Linked DNA regions of Mus musculus: all the other regions are linked to region 1. Evidence: chromatin contacts called from public Hi-C data. All regions are on one chromosome and are shown on one strand. Each heading gives the region's core, a stretch centred on a gene start, on an enhancer-like site or on the middle of the called end of the contact. The rest is flanking DNA. Distances are from core to core; before and after follow the strand shown.

Region 1 (2,905 bases), core at 309-2,808:
TTCTGCAGCATCCTCCCTGGCTATGCTATCAGTTCCATTCTCCTAGGCTTTCTCGGGAACTCAGTCTACCCTCTTTAGGTTGATATTAAGATGACAATGCTAGAGGTTGGGGTCAGTTTTGAAAGATGGCCCCCTGCCCTTCAACGTCTTCTCCCCAAGATGGTTCCTTAATTCTAAGGAGAAACATTATCTCAGAAAAAAAATCAAGAGGGACAGCTCTAGAAGTTGAATACACAAGGTTGGCCTCAGAGCACCATACACATACATGTACATGTAGTTACACAGACACAGACACAGACACAGACACAGACACAGACACAGACAAAGACACACACACACACACACACACACACACACAGAGAGAGAGAGAGAGAGAGAGAGAGAGAGCACATGAATATCCACACATGAACACAATTCTCACAATTCTTCATGTACTTGATATGTGTTACTGAAGTTGGTTGTCCAGTTTAATTTGGGTTTTAGAAAGATGCATCTGTATTTGGGGTCCCAATAAAATAAATCCAGAATCTAACATTGACAGCTAAATCTGATCCTCTTTCTGGTGAGATCATCACAGAGCACTCTTGATGTGCACTCTTTCCTGTGGGTTGAAAAGCCTCTCTTTTCAGGATATGGTCTCAGTGAGTGCCTGAGTTCCATAGTCCTTGTCTATGGTTACCATTGGATTAAGCTATATTCTTTGCATCCAAGTCTAAGGTCAACTTCCCCTCTCTGTCATGAACACTATCCCAGGATGATAGACTACTGTCCTCCCCCATCTTTAACTTTTTTTTTTACACATCACTCCTAAGAAGGTTGTCAGAACGCTGTTATCTGCCACCGGATGATCGTCAGCGTCTGAGCCACTGCGTGTTCTTTTTGAAGATGATCAACTTATGGGTTTAGAGTAGAATTCGGTTTCTTTGATACTGTCTCCCCAAGGTCAGATCATCACTGGTCTGATCACCTACCTCTGGTTCAGACCTTTAAATAGGCACTTGTTCCTATTAACAAGGATAAAAGCGGTTCACAGGCTCAGCATCTCAGTGTCGCTGGATAGAAGCGAGAGTGCCAGTCCCTGCTTTCCTGGATGATTAACTACAGAAATGGCTGGGGCTCAGACAAAACCACTGTTGAAGTTCACAAATTTCTAGTACTCATATTCCACTTCATAGATTCTCTCAGCTCATTTGCCTAGGACCCATCTTGGTCTATAGATGCATATAAAGGGCCATGCTCAATGTTTTCCTCAGACAGGATGATAGCATTCTGTGCTCCAAAGCCATGAAAATTATTCCAAGATTTGATTTTTCTATATTCTTCAAGATCTACCAGCAATCCCTAAGCCTGAGCTTTATTCTTGATGTGTCTCACACTATTATTGTTTAAGTTCAGTGGCTTTGCCAACACATTGTGACCCCGCTCTATAATGACGCACTGTGGCCATATGCCCCATCTCCACAAGTCCTGGGCTTGCCGCCCATGCTGTCCCCACCCCTGACTCCCACTCTATGCACAAGGGCCTCAGAAGGCAGAACTTAATTCAGACCAGCTGCCTTTCTTCTGCTGCTCCAGATAAACATGGGCCTGAGCGCACTGTGCTAGCTCAGTTGGACCCATGAGAGAGGTAGTCGAATGGCAAATCCACCTCGCAAGCCTGTAACGTTCTCTCATGGGACACTTGATCTGCCTTTCCCGTCCAGATCTGCTGAGTATTTTAATGTTGTAGTTTGTCTTGTCTGTTTACAACATCGTCAGTATCTATGGCATCTCTCCCAATAAGAGGTCACGAGGACCTTCCCTTGAACTCCAGCTTCTGCTACTTTGGGGGTGACCATCAACTTCTTGGAAACTGCTGCTGCCCCCAACAGTTAATGTCATGTGCATTGTGAAGCTTAGCATTAAAGATTAAAAAAAAAAATAACCACACTTTGTGGTGATGTTTGGTGTTCTTTACACCATGTAATAGAAGAGAGATAGATAGGAATTTTGAAAAATAGATTTCTGGTTGACCACAAGTGGAGAGAGACCGCTGACAGAAACGTTGACCCTCTGAGTAGCTCTTCCAGGCTGTACGCGCTATTGTATGACTTCTTTCCTTCCCTGGGGTTGCTGGGAAGGTCTTTAGGCCTCAGTTCTTTCTGTGGCATTGTTCTACTTACTCCTCAGCTGAGCAGATGCCAGACATCTAGCCCCTGGTTCTGTCATGTATGGCTCCAGGCAGCTCTGAATGCTCACATCATTGTGTCTAGACAGGCAGCCAAAATAGCCTCAAATGAGCCTCCTTCCCTTTCTTCCTTTCTTTCTCCCCCCACCCCTTTCTTTTTCTTTTTCTTTTTCTTTTTCTTTTCCTTTTCCTTTTTCTTTTTCTTTTTTTTTCTTTTTCTTTTCCTTTCCTTTCCTTTTCTTTTTTCTTTTTGTTGTTGTTTTGGTTTTGGTTTTTCAAGTCACAGTTTCTCTGTGTAGCCCTGATGGTCCTGGAACTCACTCTGTAGACCAGGCTGGCCTCGAACTCAGAAATCCACCTGCCTCAGCCTCCCGAGTGCTGGGATTAAAGGCATGTGCCACCACTGCCAGGCTCTCCCCTTCTTTCTTTCTCCCTTTCTCTCTCTCTCTCTCTCTTTCTTTCTTTCTTTCTTTCTCTCTCTCTCTCTTTCTTTCTTTCTCTTTCCTCCATTTCTAGCCTCCGTTTCTCCCTTCCTTATTTCCCTCCCTTCTCTACTTTATCTCCTTATCCCCTCCTTTTCCTCCTTTTTTACTGTCTCCCTCATTTTCCTCTTCCTCCTTCCTCTTTTGTTCTCTCTTTCCTTTTACTTTTTCCTCACTTCCTCCCTCCATCCCTTCTTTCCTTTCTTTCTACTCCTCTTTTCTTCCTTCTTTCTCTCCTCTCTTCCTCTTTTCCTTT
Region 2 (3,008 bases), core at 39-2,538, 510 kb before region 1:
TCTAGAAGGTTCCTATTTATATTTTTAAAGACCAGAGTCAGCTTGCATAGGATGGGGCTTTTGGAACTCAGCTGGTAAGGTTGGGTACCTGTTTTCAAGATTCTATTTGCAGTCTGATTTACCCTGACTTTATACTGCAAGCTCCTTGTTCTCCAAGTGCTAATGACCCCCAGGCTGTGCGTGTGGCTGTGACGTGCATTCCATCTATACATGTAAGCGCATCGTAATGACAGCATGCGTAGGTTCATGGAAATGGGCATCAATATACCCAGGGCGACAGGCGGAACAGGATGGGCTGACTTCGCGGGGACATTTTCTTTTTTTTTTTTATGTCTTGAGGCAGAGTCTTATGAAGCTCTGGCCAGCCTTCAAATCCCTATGTGGCCAACAGTGACCTTGAACTCCTGGTCATCCTGCCTTCCCATGTGCTGGAATCTCATTTTGGCAGCGTGTGTCTTCATGTACATATATCTGTGTGCATGTAGAAGCCAGATGTCAAGTTCAAATGTCTTCCTTTATTGATTTACACCTTATTGTTTTGAGGCAGGGTCTTCCATTGAACCTGCTTAGGCTAGACTGGCTGACCCATGTCGTAGGGATCTGCCTGTCTCTGCTCTACCCCAGTATTGGCATCCGAGATGTACTCTGTCCTCCTTCTGCCAGCACTTGAGTTATAGACACACCTGCCTACTTCTGCTTTTTACATCTGGGCTGAGGATTTGAACTCGGATCCTCCTGCTTGTACAGAAGGCACTTCTTGACAGAGCTTTCTCCCTTTCTCCCCAGCCTGATTTTTGGCTCTTTGCAATAGGGTCTTAGTTATAATTATCGGTGGGCTGCCATGAAATATGTACACCAGGCTGAATGTGAAGTTGTAGCTCTCCTCTTGCCTCTACCTTTCAAGTGCAGGACTTACAGGCATGTGGTACCACGCCTAGCCTCCTGAGGCATTCTAATCTCAACTAGACTTTTAAAAAACTAGTCCCATAATGGAAAGAGAGAGTAAGATCGCAAAAAATAAGGAAAACTTGGTAACGATCATTTATATTTTTATCCAAGGATGGCTGAGGCTAGATTGGTTTTTAAATTCTTTTTTTTTTCTTTTTTCTTTTTAACTTCTGAGTTTCAGGCATAACTCAAGGATACCGGGAGTTTCCTCAGTTTTTGTTTTCAGATTTAAAGATTTCACTGTATTTATTCATTTCCGTAAGGGGGCAGGGGTTGGTATTGTGTGTGTAAGCACAATGCCCAAGATGGCCAGAAGAGGGTGTCAGGGTTCCTGGCGCTGTAGTTAACAAGTGGCTGTGAGCCATCCAGTGTAGGTGGGGACCTGAACTCAGGTCTCCAGCAGGGGCAGTAACCAGTCTTAACAGTACTGCCATCTCTCCAGCCTTGTTTTCAAAATTTAAGTCTTTCTTTAGTCCCCTTTCTTACCATCATATATGCATTACAAAATCATCAAGTTTCATTACGACATCTTTTTTGTTTTTGTTTTTGTTTTTTTCGACGCAGGGTTTCTCTGTGTAGCCCTGGCTGTCCTGGAACTCACTCTGTTGGCCATTTTGATATATGTATACAATGTACTTTTGAACCCCCCCCCCCCACCTTCTCTAGTTAGTCTCCCCTCCCCCTCCCACTGGTCCTTTTCCTCTTCCCGAATAGTCTTGCTTCCACTTTCATCTAAAATCCTCCCTTTTGTACTTACCATGATTCAGCAGAATGGGCTCTGGCCAGTCTTGGCTTGTGTTCTCTCTTCTTGGCACAGGCCTCCTAAACAGCAGGGCTTCTGTTCCTCCCAGCTCTTTCTGGATCTCAGAGTGCATGCGCAGGAGCTTAGGTTCTGAGTCAGATTCTCACCTCCAGGGTCCCTCAAACCCGAGGCAGCAACATCAGACATCTAGGGCTGGTGTGTGTGTGTGTGTGTGTGTGTGTGTGTGTGTGTGTGTGTGTTGCTGAACCAGAGATCTAGGAGGGTGGCTGTAATGCGTTGCATCTCTGCCTATCAGTGTGTCTTGTTTTTCCTTTTTCAAAATTGAAACATACAGGAGCTGAGCCGCCCCTCTACCCCTGTGAGAAGTAATTCACTACACCAGCTGCTTTTGCGACTCCACTCCCTTCCTTGGGTACCTGTCATCCTGAGGTTTGGAGGCGCCCCCTCCCCAACCCCCACCGCTAGTGTTTGAAACACTCATTGGTCAATCCATTGGGCTAGCACTGGCTCTAACTCCCCAGACCTGCCTCTCAGTGCCCTCATTGACCTTCTGCTGATAGGTTTCCATCACTCCCTTCCGGTTTGAGTTTCTGTTAGTTTTTCTTGTGGCGCATCTGATTGGCACCGCAGGCTCTCTGGATAGAACTCTGATGTGTTTTTCTTTGGAAACTGGCCCTGGCATCACAGAACCTCAACATATCCGCCGTTGGGGGGGAGGGGGCATGATCTGGCGGGGGTGGGGTGGGAGAACAGGTAAACAGTATGTTACAGGGGGTTGATGCATGTTGGAACTCCCCTTTGCCAGCGGTTCTGCAGAAACCTCGGAGTTGTCGGAACTTATCTTTCTTGTAGCTATCTCTTCTGGAAACCCTCCAGCAGGCCTTATCTAGAAGACTCCTTTTCTCTCCTAGAAAAAAGAAATACCATTACGGAGAAAAGGACAGAAACCTCCTAGCACATTTCCCCACCATCCCACTTTTAAACTTTCCAGCCCACTCGGCCTTGCCCTGGAATTTTAGGCCCCAATTAAACCTTTTGTGCCTCTTTACATAATGGCTGGGTCCCTCTGAAGGGGAATGGGTGGAGAGACAATTTTATGCATTGTGCTTGTGTTCTGTGATTGGGTCAACAGTCCATCCCCTGGAATAAAAAGAATAGCTTAGGGATGAGAACAAAACCATCATTTAAAAATACCCACAGCCATCTCACCCACCACAGAGGAGGCGACATTTGGGTATTCTGACTCTTCTGGTATCCCCTCCAGTTAGAGGAAGCAGACCCTCCCCCACCTCCCAGC
Region 3 (3,314 bases), core at 745-3,244, 570 kb before region 1:
TCTGCTTTCCTATGCTTTGTCAAAGTGTCTCCTCCCTTCTAGCTGAATCCATCAAGTTCTATCATGGCTATCAGGTCTTTTAGGAGCTTGACCTTAAGCCATCTGAGATGGGAGATTGTTCAGGCTCCTGCACCCCATCATAAATGTTGCCCATAGTTTCCTTCATGAAACTCACTTTTGAACAGCAATTATCATATTCCAAAAGAACATTCTGGAAGGAGGGCTGAAAGGAATGGACCAATCCCTGACAACCACACATTAAGATCTTTCTATACATTTTCATTTTTTTCTTTCTTTTTCCCATTGGATATTTTATGTATTTACATTTCAAATGTTACCACCTTTCCTGGTTTCCCCTCCAGAACCCTGCTTCTATGAGGGTGCTTCCTCACCAACCCACCCACTCCCACCTCACCACCCTGGCACTCCCCTACACTGGGGAATTGAGTCTTCACTTCTTCTATTTCACCAAGAATGAAAGTTGCCGAGATATGAAACCACATGAGGATCAAGACTGTGGCCATTGTTTTCTGACTCCACAGATCAAGTTCTACCTGGGATGTTCACTTTCCATGGTGTTTAAAACAGGGAAGGAGGAAAAGAGTGAGGTATAGTGATGGATGGACAGAGTCTGGGGGTGGGGTGGGGGGAAAGGACAGATCAGTCCAATGTCATGCTACCATGCCTGAAGGATATACAGGAAATAGTGTTGGAGACTCACTTGGGTGCTCAGTTCTGTCTTCCTAGGCTCATAGGTGGAAGGTTGAGAGCTGTGGGTAGAGTGTTCAGAAATGTGCGGTATCAGGAAAAACTTATGTTCAGTTGAAAATGGGAATAACAGATTTTATGGCATATATATATATATATATATATATATATGCATGTTATATGTTCATTTGTGTGTTCATATATGTGTGTGTTTGCTTAGGCTAGAGGTTGACGTTAGGTACTGTGCTGGTTTGGTTTTCACTGCCAACTTGACACACTCTAGAATCACCTGAGAAGCAAGTCTTTATAAAGAATTATCTAGGTTAGGTTGACTTCTAAGCATGGCCTGATTGGTGATTGATGTAGAAGACACAGTCCATTGTGGGTGGCACCATCCCGTAGGCAGTGAGTTCTGAAACTATAACAGAGGAGAAAGCTAGCTGGGAGCAAGGAAACAAGGATGCATTCATTGATCACTCCTGACTTGTACATCTTTACTTTGACTTTCCCAAAATAATGAATTATAGTTTGTAAGTATAAGACCCTTTCACCTCTTTGGTTTTTTTTTTTTTGTTGTTGTTGTTTGTTTGTTTTTGTTTGCTTGTTTTGTTTTGTGTTGTGTTATTTTCTGTTCAGGATGAAAACAGCAATGGAAATGAAACTAGGAAAAGCATCTACCTCAGTAGTTCTCTCCTTTAGTTTTTGAGACAGAGTTTCTTACCTGAATCAGCTGGGTTCGGTCTCCACCTCCCCAGAGCAGAAATTACAGGCATGTCCCACTGTGCCCAGATTTCATACAGAGGTTCTAGGGACTTGAGCTTGCTTTGTCATGCTTCCATAGCAAACTCTTTACTGACTGAGCCATTTCCCCATGTCCTGGCAGTTGTTTTTAAAACCCGGAAATTTACTGAGAAAATGGTGTCCTCCCATTCTGACTTCTGAGGCTGAGAGATGGCACAAGCTTGTGCCAGGCCTGGCAGCGGCCGCACCGCCCGGCCCAGATGTGGGCGTGAACTCTCAGGCTCTAATGAAGACTTGCTTTCCTGTGTTGCTGCCAGCACCTATGTGCTTCCATTTCCCAATTGAAAACATACTTAATGGCGACAGGTTTTTGGCTCCACCAGGTTGAAGTCATTACCCTGGAAATGCAGTATCCATATCGCAATTGAGGGCTGAGCTGCACTTCCCTGGGAGTGAGCCCTGGCCTTGTCCTCCTCCCACCTCTCCCGGAGGACTGGATCCTCTCATCCGAAATAGTCATCTCTTTATCACACTAGGGCTCTTGTGAGGCCAGTATGTGGGATTTCTGGAATGAAGTCCTCATTGGAAGCAGCAGCTTCCTCCCTTCACCTCCTCCTCTGGGTGTTGTGGAATGTAATTTTCCTTTGGCAAATAGAAACTGCAGAATAATCCTCGCTTGGCTGAAGCTGATCAGGGATGCGTTCTGTCCCTTCTCCATTCAAGTTTCCTTATTTTATTTTTATTTAAAATTTTTTTTTCAATTTTTCAATTTGTTCTTGTACACACACACACACACACACACACACACACACACACACACGCTGTACATATGCACGTAGGTTCCCATGAAAGCCAGAAGAGGGAGCTGACTCCAGTAGAGCTGAAGTTACAGGAGGGAGTGAGCTGCCCAATATGGATATACCGAACCAAACGGGCCTTCTGTAAGAGCAGTAGCCACTTTAAACCACAGAGCCCCTCTCTAGCCCATAGAGTCAAGTTTCTTAACTTTTATCTCTGGTTTAGGCTACATGGAGGAGACAGAGTTGTGTCTGAGGGCCTGAAAAAAATACAGGTTCCCCAGATTTCAGCTTGCTATCTGGAACGTAGGGCCTAGGATGACATATATGTTGGAGATGGGGGCTTCTGTGTCCCGGAGTCATCCAAATGCTCAGTCTGTAGGTGAGGATATTGAGGGTCAGAGACTGGAGTTGTTACTCAGCATTCCCCAGAGAGCTGTCAGCAGTGTCTGCAGTAGAGTCTCAGCCTCTGTCTCTTCAAGTGTGTCCCTCCCTGGAAACAGTGAGCTCTGGTGTCATCTCTTGCAATGCTTTCCTCTCTGTCTAAATCTGGGTGAGTGAGACTAAGGTCATATGCTTTCTCGTTTACTTCCTCTTTCTGGATGTTTTTGGTGACAAAGACTATTATGGGATGAGACAGTTCAGACCAGACTTGAGGTCCTGGGTGCAAGGTGATAAAATGCAAACTAGGAAATTGGAATCTAGGCAGACTTCGGTGACTTAGGTGTCTGGAGCCAAAGCAGTGAAGATTCCCTTTTCCGACGTCTCGGCTCCTCTACAGTTTCATGAGTCTGATGATGTCTTCCTCATGGGTAGTTGTCAGGGATGTGTGAGAAACACACTTGGCAGCACTATGCTTGCTCTGTATATTTTAATGTCCTCCCTCCTTTTCTTATTCCCCTACCACTACCTTCTCTTCATCCTTCTTCCCTCCTTCTCTTACTCCTCCTCTTTCTTATTTGCAGATTTGTAATCTCAACTCTATCTACATTGGAGATGCTCAAAACCTTGAGGAGCCAGCCAGGCAAGGACACATGGGGAAGGGTGTATCTGTTGGATGTCTATTAT

What was found. A called contact is a pair of places that touch in the nucleus more often than the background predicts.
Region 2: a contact with region 1 is called in a Hi-C map of uterus, with 2.4 times the contacts expected there. The contact joins two enhancer-like sites. A contact is called at or near these places in 2 of 484 Hi-C or Micro-C datasets (both in uterus), 1 of 115 datasets of contacts at active chromatin or transcription factors (embryonic stem cells) and 1 of 9 other capture datasets (embryonic stem cells).
Region 3: a Hi-C map of uterus shows a contact between it and region 1, with 8 times the contacts expected there. The contact joins two enhancer-like sites. A contact is called at or near these places in 5 of 484 Hi-C or Micro-C datasets (adipose-derived mesenchymal stem cells and uterus).

What each region holds. Positions count from the first base shown.
Region 1 is chr8:115,858,239-115,861,143 of GRCm38.p6, reverse strand. The region is part of intron 1 of Gm31037 (a long non-coding RNA gene); the gene reads right to left. Among named protein-coding and RNA genes, the nearest start is that of Gm31037, 3.4 kb to the right of the region's middle. Within about 2 kb of position 1,558, at least 5 of the 459 cell types and tissues checked have an H3K27ac peak or open chromatin away from gene starts, as enhancers often do. A contact at or near this core is called in uterus, where this site is marked.
Region 2 is chr8:116,371,536-116,374,543 of GRCm38.p6, reverse strand. No RefSeq gene overlaps it. Among named protein-coding and RNA genes, the nearest start is that of Gm31278, 21 kb to the right of the region's middle. Within about 2 kb of position 1,288, at least 48 of the 459 cell types and tissues checked have an H3K27ac peak or open chromatin away from gene starts, as enhancers often do. A contact at or near this core is called in uterus, where this site is marked.
Region 3 is chr8:116,428,846-116,432,159 of GRCm38.p6, reverse strand. No RefSeq gene overlaps it. Among named protein-coding and RNA genes, the nearest start is that of Dynlrb2, 75 kb to the left of the region's middle. Within about 2 kb of position 1,994, at least 29 of the 459 cell types and tissues checked have an H3K27ac peak or open chromatin away from gene starts, as enhancers often do. A contact at or near this core is called in uterus, where this site is marked.